Linked DNA regions of Mus musculus: region 1 is linked to region 2. Evidence: chromatin contacts called from public Hi-C data. All regions are on one chromosome and are shown on one strand. The core of a region is the stretch at or near the end of the contact, and the rest is flanking DNA. Distances in the headings are between cores, read along the strand shown.

The links. A called contact is a pair of places that touch in the nucleus more often than the background predicts.
Region 1: a Hi-C map of stem cell-derived motor neurons shows a contact between it and region 2, with 4 times the contacts expected there. The contact joins the enhancer-like site here to the promoter of Olig1 in region 2. A contact is called at or near these places in 4 of 39 promoter capture datasets (HPC-7-derived erythroid cells, embryonic stem cells and macrophages), 10 of 484 Hi-C or Micro-C datasets (the 63-12 cell line, B cells, cerebellum and 4 more), 8 of 115 datasets of contacts at active chromatin or transcription factors (embryonic stem cells, neural stem cells and stem cell-derived neural progenitor cells) and 1 of 9 other capture datasets (liver).

The regions. Positions count from the first base shown.
Region 1 is chr16:91,332,845-91,336,631 of GRCm38.p6, reverse strand. No RefSeq gene overlaps it. Among named protein-coding and RNA genes, the nearest start is that of Ifnar2, 38 kb to the left of the region's middle. Within about 2 kb of position 1,916, at least 23 of the 459 cell types and tissues checked have an H3K27ac peak or open chromatin away from gene starts, as enhancers often do. A contact at or near this core is called in embryonic stem cells and stem cell-derived motor neurons, where this site is marked.
Region 2 is chr16:91,268,504-91,271,972 of GRCm38.p6, reverse strand. Olig1 (oligodendrocyte transcription factor 1) reads right to left here and starts at 2,204. Exons shown (of 1, transcript NM_016968.4): 1 at 34-2,204. The coding sequence starts at 2,096. The coding sequence ends at 1,314.

The sequences.
Region 1 (3,787 bases), core at 667-3,166, 65 kb before region 2:
CTCTGCTCACTCTGGCCCTGCTTGCTCCAGCCCCGAGATTTATTTATTGGTATATGTAAGTACACTGTAGCTGTCCTCGTACTCGAAGAGAGTGTCAGATCTGATTACGGATGGTTGTGAGCCACCATGTGGTTTCTAGGATTTGAACTCAGGACCTTCGGAAGAACAGTCAGTGCTCTTAACCGCTGAGCCATCTCTCCAGCCCCATTCATGTGTCTTTCCAGGAGGCCTTTTTACATGGGACTGTTTGGGCATCTGCCTTAGTTAGGGTTTCTACTGCTGTGGTAAGACAATGACCATAAGCAACTTGGGGAGGAAACGATTTATTTCAGATTATAGCTTGTAAGTCTGTCCCCGGGGGAAGCTAGGACTGGAACTCAGGGCAGGGACCAGGAGGCAGGAACTGAAGCAGAGACGTGGAGGGGCATCACTTACTAACTTGTTTCCCATGGCTTGCTCAGTCTGCTTCCTTACAACCCCCAGAACGGCCTGAGTACTGTCCTGTTCGAGTAAAGCCCTGCCCACGGTGAGCTTTGTCTCCCACATCAATCATCAACCAAAAAATGGCCCCAGGCTTGTCTGCAGGCCAATATGGTGGGGACATTTTTCTCAACTGCGGTACTCTCTTCCAAGCTGACACAAGCCTGGTCACGACGGCTTCCTGACTGCACAGCAGCCTCTCAGACCTTTCAGGGCATTGGTTTTCTGGGTCTGTACAAGTGTGCCAGAGGCCAGTGTGGAAGCTGCATAACCTTTTATGGTTTTGCTCCCAGAGTCCTGCAACTCACTCCCATCTTAGACTGTTGGTTGCAGGGGAGTTAAAAGTCTGCCTAAACTCAAGGCGGATGGGCACAGACTCCTCTCTCGATGGAAGAAGAATGGATTATAGAAGATCAGCTATGATGGAAGACATGCCTGCATCCGCCTTTGGGGATTACACATGGGTCTATATTAGCATACCATATCCATACATATAAGTAATCATGTATGTGAATAGTTATATGTTATGTATAATTATTCACGACCCTATGGATACCATATATACCACATCCTAAACAGAAGGTTTCTGGTGGTCCATGCCTATGATGCACAGCACTTAGGAAGTGGAGGCAGGAGGATCAGAAATTACAAGCCATTCTTAGATACATAGTGGACTAAGGTCCAGCCTGGGCTAAGTGAGAATCTCCCTGGATAAAGAAAAGCAAAGGAAGTTACTCAGCGGTGAGTGTGTCAGTGGTGAGAGGGGCTGCCTTTCTTATGACCGCTCTCAAGGATGTTTTCCTTCATGCCCTGAGAGCTGAGAGTTCTCTCTTCAGAAGCCTGCCAAGTGATTTTGAGGGATAAGCCAGAAAGTACTGCTCTTTTTGCTATTGCTTAACAACATTGGCTGGTGTGTGGGTATAGGCATAACAAACCTTTCTTCCCATTTTATTGATGGGGAAACTGAGGCTATGAAAAATCTCCCAAGAGTCTAGCCTATAACAAAACTAACCAGGAATCTGCATTTGTGGTTTCTGAACTGAAACCTCCCCAGGGATCCCCCAGGGGAGTGGAACCCTCAAGGATTCCGATGGGTCCTCGGGACTCTTATAATTCTTGGATGTTAGTGTTGATCCAGCAGCCCCACAGAGCTGAGGATGGTTTCCTCTCTTACTGGAGATCCTCAGTGGCTCCCCAGCACCACCAGCAAGAACAGATCTAAATGTGCAGGGTGCTCAGGGCCCTCCCTGGTGGGACCTGTGTGTATGCCTGTATGTCCTGCACACACACATACAAATGTACAGAGATACCACTCCTCATAGTTAAGCCAGCTCTGCTGGAGACCTATAGACATTTGGCAGAGATAATGCCCTCTGGACAGGCCATAGGCCCCCACCCCCAACTCCACCCTCTTCCCTGAAGAGCTCTCTGGAATTGCAACAAAAGGGAGAGACCCGGCTCTGACATTTTCTTTGTTCACAGGAGCTGAAAGAGAATAGCAGCACTGGCCGGGCTGACAAGAAGAGTGATGGGGTGGAGGCACCGGCTGCTGAGGGGCCAGAGAAGTCTTGGGGAAGTTTCCATATGTGACTACTTTCTGAAAAGACTTGGATCCAACTGCGCTCTTTTTTGGACCTAGCTTGTTCCTTGCCGATCCAATAGGTCTCAAGTGGCCCATAAAATTTTTACTACATTTTGTCCACCCGTGGATACTGTGACCTAACGTGACCCAATCAGGGAGCTGTTTGGCAATGTTTTCAGAGGGGACCAGAACGTCCTGGGGCTGTGGCCGAATTGACAGTGTTTGCTTTAATCAGGAATGATGGCTTCTGGTGGGAATCAGAGGCAGGTGGTGCAGAGAGCCGTGAACTTTGTCACAGCACAGTGACTTCTGTAAAATTCACAGCAGTTCCTTCCAACTCTTTCTGGATGAGCAGTGGGGACTACAAATGTCTGGTGAGCTGCAAGGAATGACGGGTACAGTGTCTGGTTTTAGTCTTGAACTCGGGCAGGGAAGTTTGCATGGGTTAAACCATGGATGGCCGCAGTTGTTTGAGAATATTCTACTCTGTCATTTTGATTGAATAACTCAGAGAAGTAAATGGAAATACATGAGAAAGGTCATTTCTTTGTTTTTGTTGCTATAGCAGAGCATCTGAGATTAGGTAACTGATAAAGAAGAGGAGTTGCTTTTGGCTGAGAAGTTCAAGGTCAGTTGGACAGCTCTCGTAAGGGCTTTATGTTGCTTTAAACATGGTGTGGGGGTGGGAAGTGAAATAGCTGCTTGCAAAACAGGAGAGGGGGCTGACTCTTGTTCTGGTTCAGTCATTTTTTTCTTTTCTTTTTTAAAAAAATTTTTTTATTGGTTATTTTATTTATTTATATTTCAAATGTCCTCCTTCCTGGTCTCCCCTCTGCAAACCTCCCATCCCATCTGCCCTCCCCTTTGTCTCTAAGAGGGTGCTCCCCTGCACTCCCACCTCACCCCTCTTGCTGGGACATCAAACCTCCACAGGATCAAGGGCCTCTCCTCTCACTGATGCCAGATATGACCATCCTCTGCTACATATGCAGCTGGAGCCGTGGGTCCCTCCATGTATACTCTTTGGTTGGTGGTTTAGTCTCTGGAAGCTCTGGTGTGTGTGTGTGTGTGTGTGTGTGTGTGTGTGTGTGTGTGTGTGTGTATGTGTGTGTGTGTGTGTGTGTGTGTGTATGTGTGTGTGTGTGTGTGTGTGTGTGTGGTCTGGTTCATTCATAACTGTAGAAAGTCATGACTACGTTATGAACACTCCACCTCCCACCAGACCTCACCTTCCAACATGATGCATGAAGGAATTAAAGGTCAGAATAGGCTCAGAAGGGGAAGTCCAAGCTGGCAGCCCTGATGTTCCAGGAGCAAGCAGAGCATGTGCAGGGCTTTCTAACTTTGTCTTGCTTGGTCTGGATGCCCCAAGGAACAGGGTTCATGCAAAAAAACCTAGTTTCCAGAATGGCCCCTCACTCACAGGTTTGCGGTTGGTGCCTTTTGCGGGTTGAGATCTTAGCTAGGGCTGTCAGGAGCTGGACAGCTCCATGTGGCCCGTCGGCCAGGGTGGGGAGTCTCTGAGAGTGAGCCTCTTACTACCTGGTGTCAGAGAATTTGGGCATGGCCTCCATTACACATCTGCATTTTGCTCAGAGAAGCAGTCAGAGTCCTGCCCAAATTCAAACTGGCTGTCTCTACTTCACGCCTCTTGATAGAGACTGGCAATATTCTGGAAGAGTTCGCGGCCATGGGCACAATACCCTGTCCACTTTGGGAAAAATC
Region 2 (3,469 bases), core at 955-3,454:
GGACATTTTTATTCAACAAACAGACGAAAAACGTAAAAATTCAACTGTTGACGTTTTATTTTGTGATTTCTGTACAGTTCAGGAGGGACAGAGTTAGAGGTCAAATAAAATGCCAGTTAAATTCGGCTACTGTCAACAACCCAAAACTTCCAACATAAAAAAGAATCAAAGCAAGCTGGTGAAGATTATGCAATAATCTTGGGTAATTTCCTAACGCTAGTCACAAGCCAAGACGCGGCACCCACGCGCGCACGCGTCCACGGAGTTCTTCAGCCGCACTGCTGTGGTTAAGGACCAGCCTGTGAAGTGCCAGCGCCTTCCCGCCTGCAGCGCGGCGGGTAGGCGGTTTGGGATCCTCGCCCAACTCCGCTTACTTTAATGAGAACGTTAATGACCGAATTTTATAAGCCTGCGCTACGACGTGCCTTGCTACCTATTTTAGTAAGTCCGAACACCGATGGCATGGAACGTGGTTGGAATTTTGTTTTCAAGCAAGCTCAAACGTTGGTTAAGCTACCTTTAGGGAAGTGGAGACTAAGTAAGGGTTTTAGGTTTTAAGGAGCATAAACTGCAACAAAACACCTGGGCGAGCCTGAAAAACAGAACTGGGAGTGGAGAGGAACCTCTCCACTTCGCATCCCCAACCACCGAGCGCGGTAACCGAGCGCACCCGCGTAACATCCAGCTCGGAAACCCTGGGCTTTCCAGAGCGGCCCATCCGTAACACCCTTGATGTTTGTACCGGTGGCCTGGGCTTTCTAGACCTCCTAGATCCGCATGGTTTGGCTGGAGAGAGCAAGGGAGCCTGTGCGCTCAGGCCCTGGACAAGGAAAGGACGCCCCTCTGGGTAGACACTGTTGGGGAGCAGCTCTTAGGCCAGGGAGCGGAAGCATGCCAGGAAACCAAGCTGGGGGCAGCCTTTCGCTGCACCCAGGGCAACCCCCTTATACCGCACCGGCCGGCTACCGTCCTCCCCGACTCCGCGATGCTCACGGATACGAGAATAGCCCGCGGTGGTGGGGGTTGTCACCCCTGCCAGTGGGTGAGTTGTGGTGGGGATGCGAAGACTTCTGGCTCTAAACAGGTGGGATTCATCTAGAATCCCAAGCAACTACATCGCTCCTTGGAACACCCGCTTGGGTTATTTTAATTGCCAGGGAGTGGGGGCGGGGAAGAAGGCGCCCTACAGTCTGTCGTCTGGGAGAGAAGTCTGGAAATGTCCTCCTTTCTGGGGCCAGCTCTGCCTAGATCCAGGACGCGGGGGCGCGGGAAGATTGGCTGAGGTCGCGCTCCGCCCCGGGCCCAGCCAGCCCTCACTTGGAGAACTGGGCCTGCACCGCTGCCAAGCCCAGGCCGGCGGGGACCAGATGCGGGAACTTGCACACCGCACAGGAGCAGAGGCCAGGGCTACCCGCGCCACCAGCTGGGAGAGAGAACTGGCCGCACGGTGGCTCGTCGAGCGCTAGAGACAGGTACTTGGTGGGGCGCAGCGTTTCGGGGGGTCCCACGGCACCGGGTGCCAGCAGCACAGAGCCCGGCGCGGCAGCCAGAAGAGGCAGGCCAGCGAGGAGCAGGCGCGGGGCGGCGGGTCCCGCACCGTCGCCGAGCGCGCGGCGCAGCTCCTGCAGCGAGCTACCCAGCAGCAGGATGTAGTTGCGGGCGAGCAGCAGCGTGGCAATCTTGGAGAGCTTGCGGCCCGGCGCGCCCTGGCAGTGCGCTGCCGAGTAGGGTAGGATAACTTCGCGCAGCGCGTCCATGGCCAAGTTCAGGTCCTGCATGCGCTTCCGCTCGCGGCTGTTGATCTTGCGCCGCAGCTGCTGCTGCTGCTGTTCCTCTTTGGCGTCGGCCCGGGCGCCCCCGGACTCTGGCGCAGGTCCCCGAGGTTCAGCGAGCGGAGCTTCGGCCTTCTCGCGCGCAGGCTTGGGGAGAAGGGATGCGGTGGAAGAGGATGAGGATGAGGATGAGGAGATAGGTGGCTGCCTGTAACCCACCAGCTCATACAGCGAGGCCCCGAGCTGCACGTCTCCAGGCCGCTGTGGCCGCAACATGGTCGCGGGAGCCGCGTTCACACGCGCCTGGGAAATCGCATAGTACATCTGGGGCGGGGGCTGTGGGGCGACCCGGGGCGCCCTTCACTAACGCCCAGGGGTGGGCCGGTCGGCAGATCGCCCTCCCCGCGGACCTGCGTGCCGGCGGATGACAGTGAGGGGCCGTGCGCGCCTGACACCTTTAAACCCGGCTTGGGAACCTGCGAGGACCGCGGTTGGCGGGGTGCAGCCAATGGAGGCGTGAGCTTGGCCACAGGCGAGTGTTCATTGGTCGCCTGAGCAGAGGTACAGCCAGAGTTGCCAGAGAGGGTTATCGTGGGGCGCCTGCGCGGGTGCCACAGCGCCCGCCCTGGGAGGGCAAGGGAGGGAGCTTTAGGGCAAAACATTGTTCCTTCCGAATTCTAGTTCAGCTGGTCAGGCTAAAATGGCTTTTGCCTCCCTTTATCTCTCGAGCTCTATTGCCATCCCTTTTTATAGTTACATTTGTCCTTGTAAAATGTGATCAGCCAGTAATCCCATCGCTGGGAACTACTGAAGCAGGAAGGAGAGGAGGCCAATCTGGGCTCCAAAGTGAGAGGTTGGCTGTTATAAAAATGCAGTCTAATATTCATAACATGAAACGTAACCATCCCAGAGTGCGCAGTTCAGTCGTTAAAACGCCTGACTGTTGACACGATTTTGCAACAGATGGCCAGGACTTGTTTGCTTTTTGCAAAACTTAAACCCTTAAACCATCAAAACAGCAACTCTAACTCTTGGTAAGCATTAAAGAGAAAACCCCCTCTGCTTGTCTTAGTTCTCACTGCTGTGATAAGCACTGGAACCAAAAGAAACTGAGGGGGGGGAGTTCCCTTGGCTGACACCTGCCAATCACAGCTCCTCACTGTGGAAAGTTAGCTCAGGAACTCAGGAAGTTAGCAGGCACAGAGGCAAGAACCAAGAGTAGCCAACTGAGGGGAGCTCTAACCTGCTTCCTTCTGCAGGCGCAGGATCGCAGGATCGGGTTACCTTTCTTATAGAGCACAGGCCCACCTGCTGGGAATGGTGCCAGCTCGCAGTGCGCTGGGCCCTCCCACATCAATTATTAATAAAGAAAATGCATCAGCGAGGAGTCCACCAGGCTGATCTGGTGACGTCAGTGTTCTCATTTGAGGTTCCCTCTTTTCAGGTATATCCAGTTGACAAACAACCACTTCTCCACCTTGGTAAATATCACCCCGGGTGGGGTGTGTCTGCGTGACTTTGTTTTCTCTGGGAATCCCATATAGGCAGTCAGTCGTATTTGTCTCCCATATACACAGTCGTATTTGTCTTTTAGTGGCTCATTGTTCATTTTGGTGACTTAGCATGTGTTCAGGCTTCATCCATGTCAGATATAGCGCGCATCTCGATTCTTCTCCTCCTGTATCCAAGGTCGGGCC